Regions from separate parts of the Mus musculus genome. Here region 1 is linked to region 2. A link is a contact called in public HiChIP or PLAC-seq data. All regions are on one chromosome and are shown on one strand. Each heading gives the region's core, a stretch centred on a gene start, on an enhancer-like site or on the middle of the called end of the contact. The rest is flanking DNA. Distances are from core to core; before and after follow the strand shown. Region 1 has its middle 14 kb from the start of Gm10522. Region 2 has its middle 8.6 kb from the start of Gm39701.

Region 1 (4,516 bases), core at 316-2,815, 45 kb before region 2:
GTGATGGGTTCTGATGCTGTCTTGTGGTGGCATTTATTTATTATAAAATAAATAAAAATATTTTTTCTTTTTTTCTTAGATATTTTCTTCATTTACATTTCAAACACTATCCCAAATGTCCCCTATACTCTCCCCCCCGCCCTGCTCCCCTACCCACTCACTCCCACTTCTTGGTCCTGGCATTCCCCTGTACTGGGGCATATAAAGTTTGCTAGACCAAGGGGCCTCTTTTACCAATGACACTCCTCCATTGCTGGTGGGATTGCAAGCTGGTACAACCACTCTGGAAATCAGTCTGGTGACTCCTCAGAAAACTGGACATAGAATTACTGGAAGATTCAGCAATACCTCTCCTGGGCATATACCCAGAAGATGTTCCAACTTGTAATAAGGACACATGTTCCACTATGTTTATAGCAGTCTTATTTATAATAGCCACGAGCTGGAAAGAACCCAGATGTTCCTCAACAGAGGAATGGATACAGAAAATGTGGTACATTTACACAATGGAGTACTACTCAGCTATTAAAAAGAATGAATTTATGAAATTCTTGGGCAAATGGATGGATCTGGAGGATATCATCCTGAGGGAGGTAACCCAATCACAAAAGAAGTCACTTGATATGCACTCACTGATAAGTGGATATTAGCCCAGAAACCTAGAATACCCAAGATACAACTTCTAAATAAAAATCTTTAAGAAAGAAAGAGAAGCAGACATTAAAAGAAAAAACTAAAACAAAACACAAGACCCCCTTTTTACAATACGCCTCGCTTTCAAATTCACCTACCCTGTTGCTGCATAGCTGACACCCACCTCCGTCATTCACTGACATGAGAGCCTAGTTTCTTCTGCCTTTCACTGTGGGCTGAAGACAAGTGGCTCACTAGCAAGATTCCTGGCCTTCAGCACCAGGCTGGCACCGGGGAGGTTCCTAGTCTTGTGGACTGAACTATTAGTTCAAAGCCTTTCCATTGTAAAAACAGCCATTTGTTGGACCACTCAGACTGAATCATGGAAGCCCATCTAAGAACTGCCCCCTTCAGTCAGTTCTAATTCCCTGACTTACTACTGTAACAAAACACGATCTTTCTCAGTATGTGGTGATCACGAGATTTAGGGGAGACTCAAGCTTTCCTGGCACCAGGAAATCATTTTCAGTTAGCTTAAGCCAGAAATTCTCCAAGTTGCGCTCTAGCAGAGTCATCTGGAGAGCTGGGTCTCTTTCAAAGTTTCTAAGTTTGGTAGGGCCTGAGAATTTGCATCTCCAGCAAGTTTCTAAGCAATGCGGAGGCTGATTTTGAGAACCGTCGCTCTGAGGCAGTCATAGGATTCCACTCTCTTGCCAGGCATCGCGCTGATCACGTGAACATGGCTGGGGCCAACAAATCCCACTCTGCTGGATCCTGAGGTACAAGGATTGGCCAGTTCTCTGTCAGTCTTTGGACATGGTGCTATTGCACCGCACGCTGCCCGGAGCTGCTGCGGTCAGCTTCAGCATGCTTTCACAAGAAAAGAAAAGTGGCTGACGTGTTGAAGAGAGCGAGGCAAAGAGAAGGAAGTGTCTGCACTGTTGCGGGCACTGTGGTAGGCTAGAGACTGCTGCAACAGCAGATTGCAGTCATGGAGAGGTACGTTCCTTAAACAGGAAAAGCAAGACCACCCAAAACTGACTGGGGCCCAGCAGAGATGGCAACTGTCATTTACCTCATCAGAATGACGTCTCTATATGATTAGCCTTGTAAAATGCCCTTTTCCCTTCATGCATCTGTTGCTATGTCATATCTGAAATCTCCATATAAAGACAAAAATGGATAGTAGCCCTGTCGGGGAAACGAAAGGGATCCCAGCCCATCCCTGTGGTTCCCTGATTTTTTTCTCTGCCTTAACTCATGGATACTCTTTCCCTGCATTAAAGATTGCCCTAAAAATGTTGCCCAAAGTTCTGCGCAGTGTGACCATTTCTGGGGGCCTCACCCACTGCCTGAGTGTGCACTTTCGTTCTGAAATCAACTTCCTCCTAATTCCTTACTTTGCCTCATTAAAAGAAAAAGGTTTTCTGATGATGACGAGAGACTAGAAACACTGGGTAAAGGTTTCACCACCAGCAACAATATTATTACACGTTATCTATAATTTATAGTTACATGTTTAAGAAACTTGGTATGCCACATGGTAAAGCCATTTTTTTGGGGGGGGGTCTATGTAAGCTGTTTTCTGTTTTCTGTCATTTTGCTGTAGGAAGCCACCTAGTGATGCTCTCTTCCAGAACTCAAAGACTCTACTTAATGCAGCAGAGTCTAGAGGGACTGGGTTTCCAGACCTCAGGCTGAGGGCTATAATGTTGGCCAGTACTAAGCACTAAGGAATCCTTAATTCTAGATGACCATAAAGGCTAAAACTCAGGCTTCTGCCAAGATTGAAGGACAGGAAAATGTAGAACTAACTAAAAACTATGCATAGTTATACTCTCTATTTTCCAGAAGCACAAAAGAATCATGCTGTGTGTACTGGCATGTGTTTTGTGTGTCAACTTGACACAAGCTGGAGTTATCACAGAGAAAGGAGCCACAGTTGAGGGAATGCCTCTATGAGATTCAGCTGTAAGGCATTTTCTCAATTAGTGATCAAGGGTGGGAGGGGCCATTGTGAGTGGTGCCATCCCTGGGCTGGTAGTCCTGGGTTCTATAAGAAAGCAAGTTGAGCAAGCCAGGGGAAGCAAGCCAGTAACATCCCTCCATGGTCTCTGCATCAGCTCCTGCTTTCTGACCTGCTTGAGTTCCAGTCCTGACTTCCTTTGGTGATGAAGAGCAACGAGGAAGTGTAAGCGGAATAAACCCTTTCCTTCCCAACTTGCTTCTTGGTCATGATGTTTGTGCAGGAATAGAAATCCTGACTAAGACACCATGTTAGGGTACCAATTTCAGAGGCCTGCATAAGGACACTAGAGGGCACTGTTCACTGCTGCCAAGCTCTGGGGGAAGGAAGCCTGCCAGAGTCCAGCCCTTGGAAAGCAGACCAGCAGACCAGCTCACTCCTATGCCTCAACCTTGAAAAGCTTTATTAATCCCTAGACAGTGATCATTGGTGGTAATCCTTCACCTGGGACATACTCTTGCTATACGTGAGCTCTGCTTGCCTCCAATCTCTTGAACTTACAAATAACTTATAATAAACATTATACACACACCCTCCTCTTGTTGCCTATGAAATTTATGCTTTGGGTTTACAGAGACAAAGAACCCAGACACCTGAGATGGGAAAGCCTCCATTTCTATTAAGGTCTTCCCATGTTCCTTGAAACAATGCAAATGGCTAAACTTTCTTGAACCCATTAGCTTTAGGAAGGCAGAACAGGCATCTTATAGGCAGAATGTTAAAATAAGATAAAATGGACCTCTGTCCATTAAATTCGTTGCATTTTTGAGAGCGAGGAGTGCAGCATAGTGAGATGCAGGTAGACTATAAAAGGTGTTTGCACATCACCATTGTGTGCCTTACAGGCCATGATGAGTTTGGGCTTTACCCTGAGGTCACGGGGTACCACTCATCATTTTAAACAGCAGAGTGTACTTGGGATTTAAGAAGACTATTCTGGTAACAGACAGGTTGAGAAGTAAGACTGAGGGAAAGACAAGTGAGGTTGTTGCAACGGCTCTGGTTGCAGATGAAGGCGATTAAGACTAAGGGGGAAATGGTGTAAGTAAGATTAGGATGTTTAGCAAGAAAAACTGCCAAAAGTTGGATGTGAGTTTTGAAAGAGAGACCCAACCATGATGTCTTAGTTAGAGATTTTCTGCTGTGAACAAACACCATGACCAATACAAATCTTGTCAAAGACAATATTTAATTGGGGCTGGCTTACAGGTTCAGAGGTTCAGTCCATTATCATCAAGGTGAGGGCGTGGCAGCATCCAGGCAGACATGGTGTAGGCAGAGCTGAGAGTTGTATATCTTCACCTGAAGGCTGCTAGCAGAATACTGGCTTGCAGGCAGAAAGGATGAGGGTCTTATATCCACAGCCACAGTGACACAACTACTCCAACAGGGCCACATCTTCTAATAGTGGTACTCTAATAGTGGCTGAGCATATACAAACCATCACATATGACATCTGGGTTTCTGGCTCAGGAGGTGCCATTCTTCTATGTGGGAAGACAATGGAAAGAAGTTTGGCTGGGGTGAATTTAAGGGAGAGGTGTGGGTATTTAGAATCTGGTGTGTGTGTGTGTGTGTGTGTGTGTGTGTGTGTGTGTGTGTGTGTTGGGGTGGGCAGGGGCTATCTATTGATCATGCCAGTGGCTTGGTCAGGAATATCTGGCTGTCTGTAGAAGTCTTTTCTAGAACTGGATACATGGGCTTGAGATGAATAGTGCTTTGAGAAAATGGACTGGAAGCTGGGAAAGATGATTCTATAACACATACTCAGAACTGATTTGCTGAAAAGAGTTGACTCCTTCCGCCCTGCATGGTAATGGGAAGCAGGACAGAAAGTCTGGTGTGTCTGCCTTGACT
Region 2 (4,466 bases), core at 1,278-3,777:
CGGGTGGGGCAGTCTCTGGATGGTCCTTCCTTCCGTCTCAGCTCTGAACTTTGTCTCTGTAACTCCTTCCATGGGTATTTTGTTCCCCATTCTAAGAAGGAACGAAGTATCCACACTTTGGTCTTCCTTCTTCTTGAGTTTCATGTGTTTTGCAAATTATATCTTGGGTAGTCTAAATTTCTGGGTTAATATCTGCTTATCAGTGAGTGCATATCATGTGTGTTCTTTTGTGATTGGGTTATCTCACTCAGGATGATATCCTTCAGATCCATCCATTTGCCCAAGAATTTCATAAATTCATTGTTTTTAATAGCTAAGTAGTACGCCATTGTGTAAATGTACCACATTTTCTGTATCCATTTGTCTGTTGATGGACATCTGGATTCTTTCCAGCTCCTGGCTATTATAAATAAGGCTGCTATGAACATAGTGGAACATGTGTCCTTATTATAAGTTGGAACTTCTTCTGGGCATATGCCCAGGAGAGGTATTGCTGGATCTTCCGGTAGTACTATATCCAATTTTCTGAGGAACCGCCAGACTGATTTCCAGAGTGGTTGTACCAGCTTGCAATCCCACCAACAATGGAAGAGTGTTCCTCTTTCTCCTCATCCTCACCAGCATCTGCTGTCACCTGAATTTTTGATCTTAGCCATTCTGACTGGTGTGAGGTAGAATCTTAGGGTTGTTTTGATTTGCATTTCCCTGATGATTAAAGATATTGAACTTTTTTTTCAAGTACTTCTCAGCCATTCGGTATTCCTCAGTTGAGAATTCTTTGTTTAGCTCTGTACCCCATTTCTTAATGGGTTATTTGATTTTTCTGGAGTCCATCTTTTTACGTTCTTTATATATATTAGATATTCATCCCCTTTCTAATTTAGGATTGGTAAAGATCCTTTCCCAATCTGTGGTGGCCTTTTTGTCTTATTGACAGTGTCTTTTGTCTTATAGAAGCTTTGCAATTTTATGAGGTCCCATTTGTCAATTCTTGATCTTACAGCACAAGCCATTGCTGTTCTGTTCAGGATTTTTTTCTCTGTGCCCATATCTTCGAGGCTTTCCCCCACTTTCTCCTCTATAAGTTTCAGTGAGGATAGACCATTCTTAAAGCCCTGATTTAAAAGGAGACCAAGATGACCATCACATACCTAGCTTAATCCCGTCAAAGAAGAGTGACTGTTGAGACTGAAACCTAACCGCTGTGTCTTTGTCCCTCCTGGATGCCTCGATAAAGGTTTACCTGGTTGATTTGTTTTGCTTTCTTTTTTTCTGACTTGTGATAACTTTGACTTTTTTTTTTTTTTTTTTTTTTTGAGACAGGGTTTCTCTGTATAGCCCTGGCTGTCCTGGAACTCACTCTGTAGACCAGGCTGGCCTCGAACTCAGAAATCCACCTGCCTCTGCCTCCCAAGTGCTGGGATTAAAGGCGTGTGCCACCACTGCCCGGCAACTTTGACTTATTAATCAAGTATTTTGCCTTTTGCTTGGTTTCAAGCATGATATTTTCTACTTTATTTACATTTATGTGATATATTACTTATTTCTAAATTTCTTGTTTTCAAACAAATTAATAAAAGGCTGTAACTTCTCCTGTATTGATGTTTTGGCCATAAGCATTTGACTTAAATATGCATGTCTGTCTATGTTCTTTCTGAATAGTTTATAATTTTAGCTTTATTTTCTTCCTTTTTTAGGCTTTATTTTATTTTATTTATTAATATTTATTTATTTATGTATTTATTTATGTCACCACGACACAAGCCAGGATCGTATGAGAAGAGGGAGCTGAGTAACTGCTTCCATCAGCCTGCCTAAAGGCATTTTCTTGCTGCTGACTGATTGGTATGGGAGGGTCTAGCACACTGTGGGCAGTGCCACCACTAGGCAGATGGTCCTGGACTGTTTAAAGCAGGCTGAGCAACGCAAGGGGAGCAAACATTAAAAAGGACTCCTCTATGGTTTCTGCCTTAAGTTCCTGCCCCCACCTCTCTTCATTACATGAAGCTGTAACGACCCTTTTCCTTTCCAAGTTGTGTTTAGTTATGGTATATTATCACAGCAAAGAAATCAAGACTGTGTGTGTGTGTGTGTGTGTGTGTGTGTGTGTGTGTGTGTGTGTGTGTACACATGCTATACCCACAGAGGCTGGAGCTGGAGATACATGGGATTGTGAGTTGCCATGTGAATGCTGGGCACTAAACTCAGGTTTTCTGAAAGAGCAGTAAGTGTTCACAACAGCTTCACAACAAGTGTTTTATCTCCAGCTCCTTTATTTCCTTCTTAACCAAAACTTTATTTACAAACTTGGGTTGTACTTGTTTTGAGCACTGTCTTTTTGATTGCCTGCTTTAATTACATAATAGCCAGGAAACATGGCCTGTCTGATTTTTCTGCATGAGTATCTGTAAGTACATGTGTGACGATGACGATGCTTATATTTGAAAAATAGATGATATTTTGCAGTACTCCCACTCAGTTTGAGTTGCATCACAATGCAGGCAGATCACAAGACATGTCTGACTTCCTTCTTTCCCCACATCCCCTCAGTCCTGCACCCCATGTGGAACTTTCTTCAACTCCTTCAACTGTGTCTTCTGAGAACTGACTTCCATATTTTTATGTAATATACTGTATTGCTATTCTTTGTTTGTTTTGGGTTTTTTTGTTTGTTTGTTTTGGGTTTTTTGTTTGTTTGTTTTGGTTTTTGCAGTACTAATCTAACCCATTTAGTTTCCTGCTGCAGAACTTGGGGGCTGGTCTTGTTCCATGTGCTTACTGGCTTCCCACTTTCCCATCAGATGCTCTCATGTAGCCTGTCACAGTTTGATGATCACTGTCTCATTCCGGTGACACTCATCTGATTACATTTCCTTTCTTCAACAATCGTCTTCCTCCAGAACCAAGGCTTGGTTTTTGTCATTTTCTTAGTTGAATGTGTGTCTATTTTTAGCTTCTCCCCCATGCAGGGTAAGGAATACTGCAGAGAAACTTAATATTGTTTTTCATATGGTAAAATGCATGGCGTATTTCATTGTTTCTTTTTCTTCAACACAATGTTTCTCTTCAACACTAACTTGGATATTTCATCTCTAGGGCTGTTGTTCAGCTGTGTTCATGGAACCAAAGTTTTCCTGAAGAGGAGCCAATATTCCTAACTGTTGAGCCATCTCTCTACCCCCCACCCCACCAATTTATGTTAAAGAACATAACTTTATTTGGTTAACCTATTTCAGAATTTGTTGGCTGGGCAATAATGCCGTAGCTGGTATCTCTGTGTTAGAATGTAGAAGAAGTACCAGTAAAATTGCTCTGTCGAATCAGAAGAATATCACAGGCTTTTTCATTTCCTTGGCTATGTGTCTTGGAGGGAAGAAGCCAGTGATTCTATTGCTGGTGGCAGAAGTTAGGGAAGAAAGGTCTACCTACTTGTTTCCAGGTTCTTATTACCATTGGGGAAAGACTCCAGAGACAGGAAAGAGTAAGGAATCTGGCAAAGGCTTTACTATAGAGTAAAAATATACACTTGAGAGGTGTGAATGTGTTTCTCAAAGAGTATGATTGCTAGGGCTTTGCATAGCTTTTTTTATGTATAAGTTTTAATGGAAGAAAGGTCTTATTCGTGAGCTAAGGTATATATAGGATTATTGGATACTCAAGGGGTGCATTGGAGTTTGTCTGAGAATAGCATTTGCTCAGCCCTGACCATCCTGGAACTCTACATAGATCTAGCTGGCCTGGAACCCAGAGATCTACCTGCCTCTTCCTTCCAAGTGCTGGGATTAAAGGCATGCTCCTCTGTTCTTACCTGAGGTTTTTGGATTTCAGATTCAACGATTGGAATGAGACGCTTCCAGACTAACAGAATAGAGATGGAATTACAGTGAAGTAATAACACTGTGGCAGTCTTGATAAGCCCTGTTGGCTTCTGCTAGTTTGGGATGGTCTTGTTTCTTCCCTGTTTGAATGGTCACATGATGTGTGATGTGATATAGCCCCATGGTTGCGTCAGTCTCTAGCAACTATACGGTTTGCTTTTTATTTTCCCCCCACAGACTTACACCGTAGCCCGTTGCTGTAAATATTATTTGGGGTTTCTACCCCACCTTAGATCATTTAGTTCCCACATAAAAGACACAAAACCTTTATATTTATAATAAGCCTTAAAAGCACTAGAGTTGGGCAGATATCAACCCTCTGTGCTATTTTGTCTATTCCCTGTCAATAACCGTGAGATATCGTTTGGTATGTTCTGCCTGGGCCACTGCTACTTCAACAGGCCAGTCCTCATGGCCTTGTTTGTGCTCGTGGTCCACCTACCCCATGACAACTTTTCCCCCTCTTATTCTCCTCTCCTCTCCTCTCCTCCCCTCCCCTCCCCTCCCCTCCCCTCCCCTCCCCTCCCCTCCCCTCCCCTCCCCTCCCCTCCCCTCTCCTCTTCTTGCTGGCCCTACCCCAGATCACAA

The links. HiChIP or PLAC-seq counts read pairs in DNA pulled down with a chosen protein or histone mark.
Region 1: a contact with region 2 is called in an H3K27ac HiChIP or PLAC-seq map of the HPC-7 cell line, with 5 times the contacts expected there. The contact joins two enhancer-like sites. A contact is called at or near these places in 3 of 15 datasets of contacts at CTCF or cohesin (the NIH/3T3 cell line, large pre-B cells and pro-B cells), 7 of 484 Hi-C or Micro-C datasets (B cells, Sertoli cells, bone marrow-derived macrophages and 4 more), 9 of 115 datasets of contacts at active chromatin or transcription factors (the HPC-7 cell line, bone marrow-derived dendritic cells, bone marrow-derived macrophages and 4 more) and 4 of 9 other capture datasets (adipose tissue, bone marrow-derived macrophages, liver and 1 more).

What each region holds. Positions count from the first base shown.
Region 1 is chr1:170,995,395-170,999,910 of GRCm38.p6, reverse strand. No RefSeq gene overlaps it. Among named protein-coding and RNA genes, the nearest start is that of Gm10522, 14 kb to the right of the region's middle. Within about 2 kb of position 1,565, at least 167 of the 459 cell types and tissues checked have an H3K27ac peak or open chromatin away from gene starts, as enhancers often do. A contact at or near this core is called in the HPC-7 cell line, adipose tissue, bone marrow-derived dendritic cells and 2 more, where this site is marked.
Region 2 is chr1:170,951,437-170,955,902 of GRCm38.p6, reverse strand. No RefSeq gene overlaps it. Among named protein-coding and RNA genes, the nearest start is that of Gm39701, 8.6 kb to the right of the region's middle. Within about 2 kb of position 2,527, at least 33 of the 459 cell types and tissues checked have an H3K27ac peak or open chromatin away from gene starts, as enhancers often do. A contact at or near this core is called in the HPC-7 cell line, adipose tissue, bone marrow-derived dendritic cells and 2 more, where this site is marked.